Linked DNA regions of Gossypium hirsutum: all the other regions are linked to region 3. A link is a contact called in public Hi-C data. All regions are on one chromosome and are shown on one strand. Each heading gives the region's core, a stretch centred on a gene start, on an enhancer-like site or on the middle of the called end of the contact. The rest is flanking DNA. Distances are from core to core; before and after follow the strand shown.

Region 1 (2,924 bases), core at 57-2,556, 830 kb after region 3:
AAGTCAAGTTGCTTTTTGGTTTAGGATGAGGGCCACATACCAAGGCCGTGGTGTACGCTTTCGGTCCTCGAAGAGTCGATCAGTGCAATTTTATGGTCAATAACTTACTTGAATATGTAGTCTTGTACTCTAGTTAAGCCTCTCTTTTTTTTAATTTCGATTTTACAACTATAATTATATTACTGTTACAAGAATAATATAACTATAAATATAAGTATATTAAATCAATATAAAACATAAAATAAAGAGTTAGAATAATTCGGATAAAATTTATCTATGGGTTTAATCTTACTTATAGGCTGATTCTCGATATTTTTAGACTCTAGACGAAACAATAAATTGAACCTTTTTTAAAAAAAATTATAAAATGTAATATAATAAAAGTTAAAAAAAAATTAGTACCTTAGGAGATAAGCATTTAAGGTCAAAAACTGAAAGTCGTAGACATTTAATTAATTTATTTTAGTCTAATTTTTTTCTCACATTAAAAGTTAAATTTTTTTTTGAACCCCTTCCAACCCTGAGCCAGGCGGTTTCACTCTGAAACAACCCTTAAGCCTGGGCCTGCTCAATTATGATAACTATACATGATGATATCAAAAACTCACACATAACAATTGCATTTGGTGAGATTCGAAATTGAGTACTTATAATTTTATAGAGAAATGAATATATATTATTATTTAAAATTTTAATTGAGTTGGTGTTATGAGTTAATCAACATTAATTTAGTTTAAAATAACAAAAAAATTATTATTTTCATAAATTTATATCATTATAAAAGTGGTTTTTTTATCTTTTAAAAGTTTTTTTTTAAAAAAAGATAAAATCTAACATACAATAAGATTTAAATATAAGGGTAAGACACCATGAATTTAACAATCTCTTTTTATTTATTTTCTAAGTAAATTTTTAATAAATATATTTTATATAATTTTTTTCATTCATATAAAAATAAAGAGGCACATGCATAAATACAAAATAAAAAAGAATATTAATTTATTTTTAAATTTTATTTAAAAAGCAGTAGGGTAAATATAATTTATTTTTAAAAATAAGTAAAAAAAAAAAGTAAAAGCAGTATTAATGAAGGAGTAGGTATCTTTTTTTTGTTTGAGCATTGAGTAGGTATCTTTCGAATGTGATATTTTTTATTTACTAGATTTTCATTAGATATAAAGAAAAAGAAAATTAAGAAGGAAAAGAGTACAAGTCCATCCAACCAAACCAACGACTACTGGACTGGAGTCATTGAATGAGACAAGTCATTATCATAACATATAAAGACCATATAAATGAACCATAAGCAGTTTTAGATTTATTTGGAGGGGACGCTCATTAGATAAGATGGAATAAAAATGGAGATGGAAATGTAAGATGAAATTAACAATAGAGGGAGGTGAGATTCGGATTAGGATTAGGGAGCCGCAGAATTGAAAGAACACGCACACACACACACACTCTCTGAGTCTGCTTTCAATGGGGCCGGAATCAGGAGTTTCGATTCCTTCTCCTCCGCGAAATCCTTCCTCGGTTAGTGTTCATTTATTTATTTTAAGATTTTTGAATCTTGTTCTTGTGTATTTGGTTTTCAATTTTGATTTCATTTCTTATCTGCGATCTCTTCGGTTTCCGATGCTTTACAATCTTGATGGCATCTCCCTTGTTTTTTACTTATCTCTTTCTCTCAGTCACAGCTCTACTTTCAAATTCAATTAAGCTGCTCTAGTAGCTTCGTCACTCTTTTAGGCTTTTAGTTTTTTACTAACCTAACCTCTGCCTTTTTTTCGGCTTACTTTACTGTCCATGTCATCTTTTTTCTTTCTTTCTTTCTTTCAACCTTTTCTTCTGATATAATATAGTTATAACATAAATTTCAAATATTTTTTATCCTCCTCATGGATCCGCACCCCGATTATAGGAAGGTTGAATAAAGGTCACTTTTTTTTTGCTAGAATGTTGTGCTTATACGTAGTAAACCAATTTCTGAATTCCAGTTCAATCAATGTGTCTTATACATGTAAATCACTGGAGCAAAATCATTGATCTAATGGCCACTGTTATCAAAAAACGCATCTTGAAAACCAATATGACATGCATATGATCACTTTGGTGTTAATTCCTAGTAAAATCAAATGTTGGCCTGAATTTCTTTAATTCTTTATTTTTTTTCTTTTAATATATTAAAAAAAGAAAGGATATTTCCTTTTCTACTCAATATTTTTCTATATTGACCACTGCTTTTGCTGGAGTTTTGGGTCTAGGTGTGTTCCGGCATTAATCGTGGCATTATCATTTGTTTTTATTTGAAACTCAAAATTGTTTTAAGTACCTGAATCACTTTTGCAGCTTTCATGGGTCAATCTCTCCAGGAACCTAATATTAGCATACCAGAGCCTCGGGGTGGTGTATGGAGACCTGAGCACTTCACCTCTTTATGTTTACTCAAGCACGTTCATAGGGAACTTGCAGGATCATCAGAATGAAGATGCAATATTTGGAGCATTTTCCTTGATTTTTTGGACCCTTACATTGATACCCCTTCTTAAATATGTGTTTATCATGCTGGGTGCAGATGATAGCGGTGAAGGTGTGGTGAATCATTAAATTTCATAATGGATATTACTCTCCTATAAAACTTTGGCTAACCATTTAACATCATGTTTACATGATTTCTTATCAGGTGGCACTTTTGCTCTTTACTCGCTGCTTTGTAGGCATGCAAAATTTAGCTTGCTTCCCAATCAGCAAGCAGCTGATGAAGAACTCTCCGCCTACAAATATGGGCCCTCGATGCAGGTGGCCACTGGTTCTCCATTGAAGCGATTTTTGGAGAAGCATAAAGCGTTAAGGACAGCCCTTCTTGTTGTGGTACTCTTTGGTGCTTCTATGGTCATAGGTGATGGTGTGCTCACTCCGGCAAT
Region 2 (2,987 bases), core at 160-2,659, 690 kb before region 3:
GGTGACTTTGCAGAAGTGTTTGCCGTTTCTTGCAGCAATCTCCTTAGCACTGCACCTTCAGATCGGTCACTGTTCCTACAAGAGCATAAACAAGGATTAAATAACTGAATAAAAAAGACTAGAAAGAAACACAGCATTGCCCCGGGTATGAGAATTGAATTGTTGACTTACTGGATTGTTAGGGAGAGATCGTTGCTGAGTCCAGATGGAAGCGATTCATTGAAATTATTGTATCCCAAGTCTAATACCTCTAATTCCTTCAGTTTGCTGATCCCTTCGGGGATAGTTCCGGTAAAAGAGTTGTTCCGCAAGATACTGTGGGGGAAAACAATTGCTTCAGAACAGTGCATACAAGAAAAGTAGATCGCCAAATCGCACTTTGCTTTTGATATCAACAATCCGATAAAGATCATACTTACATAGACTTAATATGAATTAGAGTTCCAAGCTCAGGTGCCAGTGTTCCTTCAAGACAAAGATCTTTCAAATTCCTGCATTTTTATTCAGTCCATCAAATCCTTAAACAAATTAAAGGAAATAATTCATCACAATTTGCCTAAACTTTGAATCAGTATTCAGCACAAATACCAGTGCCTTTATCTGACCAAAAAATCTACTTAAAATCCCAATTTCACAAATAAATATATATATATTGAAATTTGGTAAATTAGATATCAAAGCTAGTATTTGATATTATGTTACTACTTACAATCATATCTCAAAATTGTAAATGATACTCTCCCGACCAAAAAGTAAATAAGAAATTATTAAAGGCAGAAGATTTCATTTATGTTTCCTTTCTTTTCTCGGAAACCAAACATCATCCACCCAAAAACAAACATTGGTGCCAAAAAAAACTTACAAAGCAATAACTTTGCCATCACAGCACTCGACACCAAACCAAGAACAATGGTTAATCTCTCCATTTTCTTCCTTCCAAGCCCACAAAGCACCAAATGGATCATTCACCACTCTCTCTCTTAGTCTCAACAAAGCAAATCCTGCATATCCATTACCAAAAACCATTGTTTTCCCTCCATTTTCCCAACAAACAAACCAAACCCAAAAATTGAAACAAAAAAGTGAAAAGTTTACCTTCTTCATTCAACGACCAACAAGCCAAACTTTGACATAATAAAAGCAGCAAAACACCAACTCGAAACTCTTGTCTTAGTCTTACAAACTTCCAGTTCTTCTTCATCATCATCGTCTTCTTGTTTGAGAGGTCTTCACTCGAAAAAAAAAACCAGAAAATTTTCACTATGATAGGAAGAAAAAACAAAAAAAAAAAAAGAAACGCGGCTGAGTCAGTGGGTGAATCTAACACGATATTAGAGTTAAGACAATTTTCCTTGTTTTTCTATTTGTTTCTGGTTTTGAAAACGCGTACACTCAAAAGACTCACTGAACAACGTATCAACCTTTACAAATTTCTCCCTTATTTCATTTTTAGCCGCAGTAAATAATAAAGGTAAATTAAGGTTCCGGATAATTTTCTTTTGGCATAATTTCAAAAAATACCCTCAACATTTAGGGGATTTTGGTTTTGTGCCCGTATTGACACTCTCAACGTTACAATTTTTTAAAAAATCAGTCTAATTTTAACGGTAAATATTAGTTTACAGTCAATCAAATTACAGATCAACAAAGTATCTTATGTGGCATGCCACGTAAGCATAATGTCATAATTTTTTTTTCATTTTATATCCATTCTTACTTCTTCTTTCTTTCTCTCTTTCTTCTTCATGGTTTTTGCATTAGATGGAAACCAATAAAACAAAACCAACAAATTTCCTCAAGTAGCCTCTCACAAATCCGTTCTCTAGAAATCCACCTACCAATGATCTTGCTCCATTGCGGTCTCTATTGCCAATGGAGCCTCCTGCATCAACTAGTACATGTGCAGCTCAATTCGTTTTCCTCATCACATATCTACCCATGGGAAACTAAACAAAGCCTCTGTGCAAAGTCTATTAACTCCTCCACTACTGTCAAACGTTCTAAGGTTTGAAATCTTATCTTCCTCAATGGTGGAGAAAGAGGCATTGTCGAAGCTCACTAGGGCCAACCCACCAACTGAAGACATGGATCTCAAAAACCTTAACTCCTTCGCCCAAAACCCTAATGCCAGAGACGATGCCAACGGTGACTTCGAATCGAGTGCAAGAGATAGGAAAATGACGAAGAAACCGAAGACGTTTCTAAAAAGTAGAAACTAGAGAAGTCCGTAGAGGAAGAAAGGTTGGAGAAAAAGTCAGATGGGTCACCGAATTTGGGTCGTGTTCGACTCGATTCGAAGGAGTTCGGGTCGTCATCGGAGATGCTTGATTACTTCTACTATTTTCTTCACCATTGAGGTACTCAACTGAACTTTAACAAGGTACTAATTAAATTATCTTCTTTTTTTTCTTTGGTTTCGCTATTAGCTTTCATTAGTATTTGCGATTAATTTGATGATCTATTCTATGTAGAAGAAATTTTTTATTTTTGTTTGTATCAATAGTAGTATTACAATCATAGCTTTCATGGTGAATGAATATAGTATAAGAATTTTTTTTTATTTCACTGTTAGTGTTCATTGGTTTTGATGCACTCAGAACAATTTTTTTATAGATGACATTATCTATTACATCGTGCTGATGTAGCATGCCATATAAGCTATTTTGTTGACGTGCAGTTGATTGACGATCAACTCATATTTACTGTTAAAATTGGGCTGATTTTTAAAAAAAATCGTAATATTAAGGGTGTCAATCAAAAAATAAAAAGGTTAAGGGCTAAAACCCATAAATGTTAAGGGTATTTTCAAAATTATGCCTTTTCTTTTTAACTTTTTCTATTTGTTTTCATTTACATTTTATTTTACATCTATTCATCGGTGAATATGGTTAAAATATTTTTGCAAAGTTTTTCAAATTGGATCGATAGTTTAAGTGATCAGGTCATTTGTTCATTGGTTTCATCGGTCCTTTCGGTTCAATTAAATA
Region 3 (3,347 bases), core at 11-2,510:
TGGTGCATGTGTGTATGTGCTGAGCTTTTTGATTGTTGTGTAGCATATACCAGCCATCCATCAAAGCCTAAAGCAACAGCGAGCTCTGCCAAGCGTTCAGCATACTTGTGAGCAGACTCTTTAGTGGAAAGCAGCTTCTTGCAAATAGCTGCGCCTTCATCCCATTCTGTGATAAATGTCCCCAATACCTTAGATTCCACAGACACAGACAAAAAACATATATAAAGCTTCCTTTAGTCTCTAAAACACCATAATCCAAAGAAAACGAAACAAGCTTTCAAAACACGCTGGATCACCATAACACATGAGCTACACCGGAAAAGGTCAGAAACCATTTCTTGATTGAGCAGAAAGAAAAAGATTGTGCTTTTCTATAGATCATTAAAATTTATCGCAATTGTTAATGCAACTTAAGCAAACTGTTCATAAGAAAGCAATTATAGTTAACTAGAACTCTTTTTAAGGCCCAGTGGAGATAAGGAACCTTTCTTTTAGCCTAAACCCATTTCCTTACTTAAGCAAAATATATATTTAGAAAGAAAAACCATAAATTCATACATCGCCTGGCTTTATCAATTGAGTCAGCTAAACCCACCATTATTCCACTTGAAATAAGCCGAATTAAACACTTTTCAATCAGGAAAAAAAAATGAGGGAACTGACCTTAACTCCATGCCTATGAGCAGTATTGGTCCAACAAGGAGGAGGCAGGGTGACCAAATTATGAGAAAAATAAACAAAAACATCGATCAAATACCAGTGCCAGATGGCGTAAGCGCCGGAATTATGGCCACCCTGGATCCACTTATCATCGACGTAGCCACCTTGCATGTCATGGCAAACCAAAAGCCTGGGCCTTGGAGGCAAAGCTGAATTGGGGGATGGAGAGGAACAGTGGATTTATTAAAAGGGTAGTGAAAAGAAGTAAAGTAAGAAGCGGAGTCAAGGTCTTCAAGGGAGTTGATGGGGTAAGAGATGGGAATGGAGGGCTTTGATGGGTCGAAGGGTGGTGGTGGGGGATCGGAGTTGTGGTCATCGGATTGATTGGGCATGATTTTTGCGATGAGATTGGTGATGGGTTTGAGGATTGAAGTGAAGAAATTGTGGAGATATAAGAGAGTTCTACGGGTTTTAAAGAGACGGAGAAAATAGAGGAGGCGAAGCATTGACTTGGGTGAACATGTGATGTGAGTTTGAAAGCTAAATTTCAAGGTGCCTTCATGTTAGTTTGTTTGTTTGACCATAGGAAATAAAGCATCGGAATTTAAAGGTAGACAGCTGCTGCCTTTTATAGCACATTGATTGGTTGCCTTCTTCGAAACACATGTTGGGATTGGATGATGGGGCATGGTCCCTGCATGCATTCAGATATTAGCAGATCAAGTATACGATTGTTTTTCATGCACCTAATAATTGAAGATGCAACAATGAGATGTGATGTTCATATATGCCCCTTTCTTTTTTGTGAGCGAGAGTCCACCTCGCAATGCTCACAGTTCAGCAAAACTGTGACCAATGGATCTCTGAGATCCAACAATCCAACCTTCATTATGCCCCTGCTGCTCCGGGGTTTAACGTTTTTGTCACTAATGTTGATATGCCTTCCTTTTCAAAAAACAAATATGGATGTGTTGTCTTACAATCTCATAAAATTGAAGGCATATCACACAAATAAGAAAACAGGGAGGCTAAAGAGTATTGTCTCGTGAACCTCAATGGCATGTCTTAAGACATACTAATATTGAAACAAAAGTTATTAAAAATAAAATTAGATCTGTCTCAAAACATGAATTTCCTATTTTGAGAAATAATGTTGAAATTTTATGAAAAGAGTTGGGATTTAAATCCTAATCTCGCATTACGCTTTGCTTAACCCCTAATTAATTAGATTATAATTAATATGTATTTATATGATTTTATCATATTGTATATTGAGCACGTTTGATATGAGTTACTTCAGAAACATAATATGATGTCATACAGAATCGGATGTAGATGTCAACTTTAGTGTCTATCCGCTATAGGCACTACCAATGATAAATCTATGTACTACAATTATAAATCCATGTTCCATATATAACTTCGACTGGTTTTAGGCTAAATTTAACTAGTATTTTTTTATTAAAATAAAACTGTGACATTTTTCTAAAAAATTACTTGGCATCTTCAATTTTGACTAATGATTAAACTCGCGGCAAAGAGGTACTTAGGTAGGTAAAAGTAAAACTCTTTCTGCTTCTATTTTTTTAATCGCTAACACTCTAAAATCAAATGTATAAATCTGGTTCCCCTAACATACACATTACAATAGTTGTAGTGACTGAATCAACAAAATCAAATGTGAAATAAAGAAATTCAGAGATTGGAACAATTATATAAATTCAGACATATCAATATGCTGCGCGTCTACTTTCCATCACTTGAACACCAAAACTCTACTTTCCAAAATCCATTGTTAAAAGAGCTGTAGAGAATTGGTCTTCTAGAAAAAGTAACGGCCGTACGCCTCAAGCTCTTCCTTCAGAAAGGGAAAGGGCAAGTCAAACCCTGCAAAACTACATACTTGAAAGTTCAAACTAAATCTTCAGTTCCTGTCAACTTTGCAAACTCAGTTTCATCAATAGCCCCCTTTTTTAGTTTCTTCAATAGCCGATATTCCCGGGTCAATTCCTCTTCATCTTCAATGGTTTGGGCAGCACGTCTCTGTTTAGCAGTTTTCTTCTTCATGACAGGGGCGGCAGCGTATGTGGCCCTTTCGGGTTTCTCAGGTTTTGATTCTTGTTGCTCTCGTTCTTTCTTTGTTTGTAAATTTTTCTTCCTCTGTTTCTCACGAGATTTATCCCTATATAATTACCATAATTAGCAACTAGAAGATACATTAGATGCGCCAGGTATTGGTGAAGATAAAAAGGTTGGTCTTTAAAGGCCATAAGTAAAATGTTAATTGCTCAATTGAAGCTTAATTCAGGTGGCTCATGCAGCCACCCTGAGAAGTGGCATTAAGCAGGTCTAAGTTTCAAAACCTACCATCTTACATTCCTTCCCTTATCACAAACTGTGGCATCCTTTATAAGAAAAAGTTAACAGCTGAATCATTCTTAACATGGTTATCATATTTGTCCTCCAATAGGATTCCAGGAAAAAAAGTTACAATTGAGATTCAGTTGGGATTTCTACCAAAAAAGGAATCAAATAAAGAAGCATAGATACTTAAGAAATTTCATTCACACTAATTCCAGTCAAACCAGTTAATCTGTTCAACAAGGCATAGTTGAGATTCTGAAGAGGTCTTACTTAAACTTGATATCGTCCATATTGATGTTCTCAACTGGAGTGAAACCCTCAGT

The links. Hi-C and Micro-C count contacts between places; a contact is called where the count stands out from the background.
Region 1: a contact with region 3 is called in a Hi-C map of leaf, with 1.9 times the contacts expected there. The contact joins the promoter of LOC107896301 here to the promoter of LOC107957163 in region 3. A contact is called at or near these places in 2 of 34 Hi-C or Micro-C datasets (both in leaf).
Region 2: a contact with region 3 is called in a Hi-C map of leaf, with 1.9 times the contacts expected there. The contact joins the promoter of LOC107957317 here to the promoter of LOC107957163 in region 3. A contact is called at or near these places in 4 of 34 Hi-C or Micro-C datasets (callus and leaf).

Annotation. Positions count from the first base shown.
Region 1 is chrA05:81,711,832-81,714,755 of Gossypium_hirsutum_v2.1, forward strand. It overlaps LOC107896301 (potassium transporter 4), which reads left to right and starts at 1,307. Exons shown (of 10, transcript XM_016821448.2): 1 at 1,307-1,533; 2 at 2,350-2,590; 3 at 2,684-2,924. The coding sequence starts at 1,480.
Region 2 is chrA05:80,191,657-80,194,643 of Gossypium_hirsutum_v2.1, forward strand. It overlaps LOC107957317 (probable inactive receptor-like protein kinase At3g56050), which reads right to left and starts at 1,410. Exons shown (of 8, transcript XM_016892821.2): 1 at 1,096-1,410; 2 at 863-1,001; 3 at 420-491; 4 at 172-315; 5 at 1-75. The coding sequence starts at 1,207.
Region 3 is chrA05:80,880,184-80,883,530 of Gossypium_hirsutum_v2.1, forward strand. LOC107957163 (cytosolic endo-beta-N-acetylglucosaminidase 1) reads right to left here and starts at 1,261. Exons shown (of 12, transcript XM_016892606.2): 1 at 875-1,261; 2 at 664-872; 3 at 51-188. The coding sequence starts at 1,166. It also overlaps the pseudogene LOC107957164.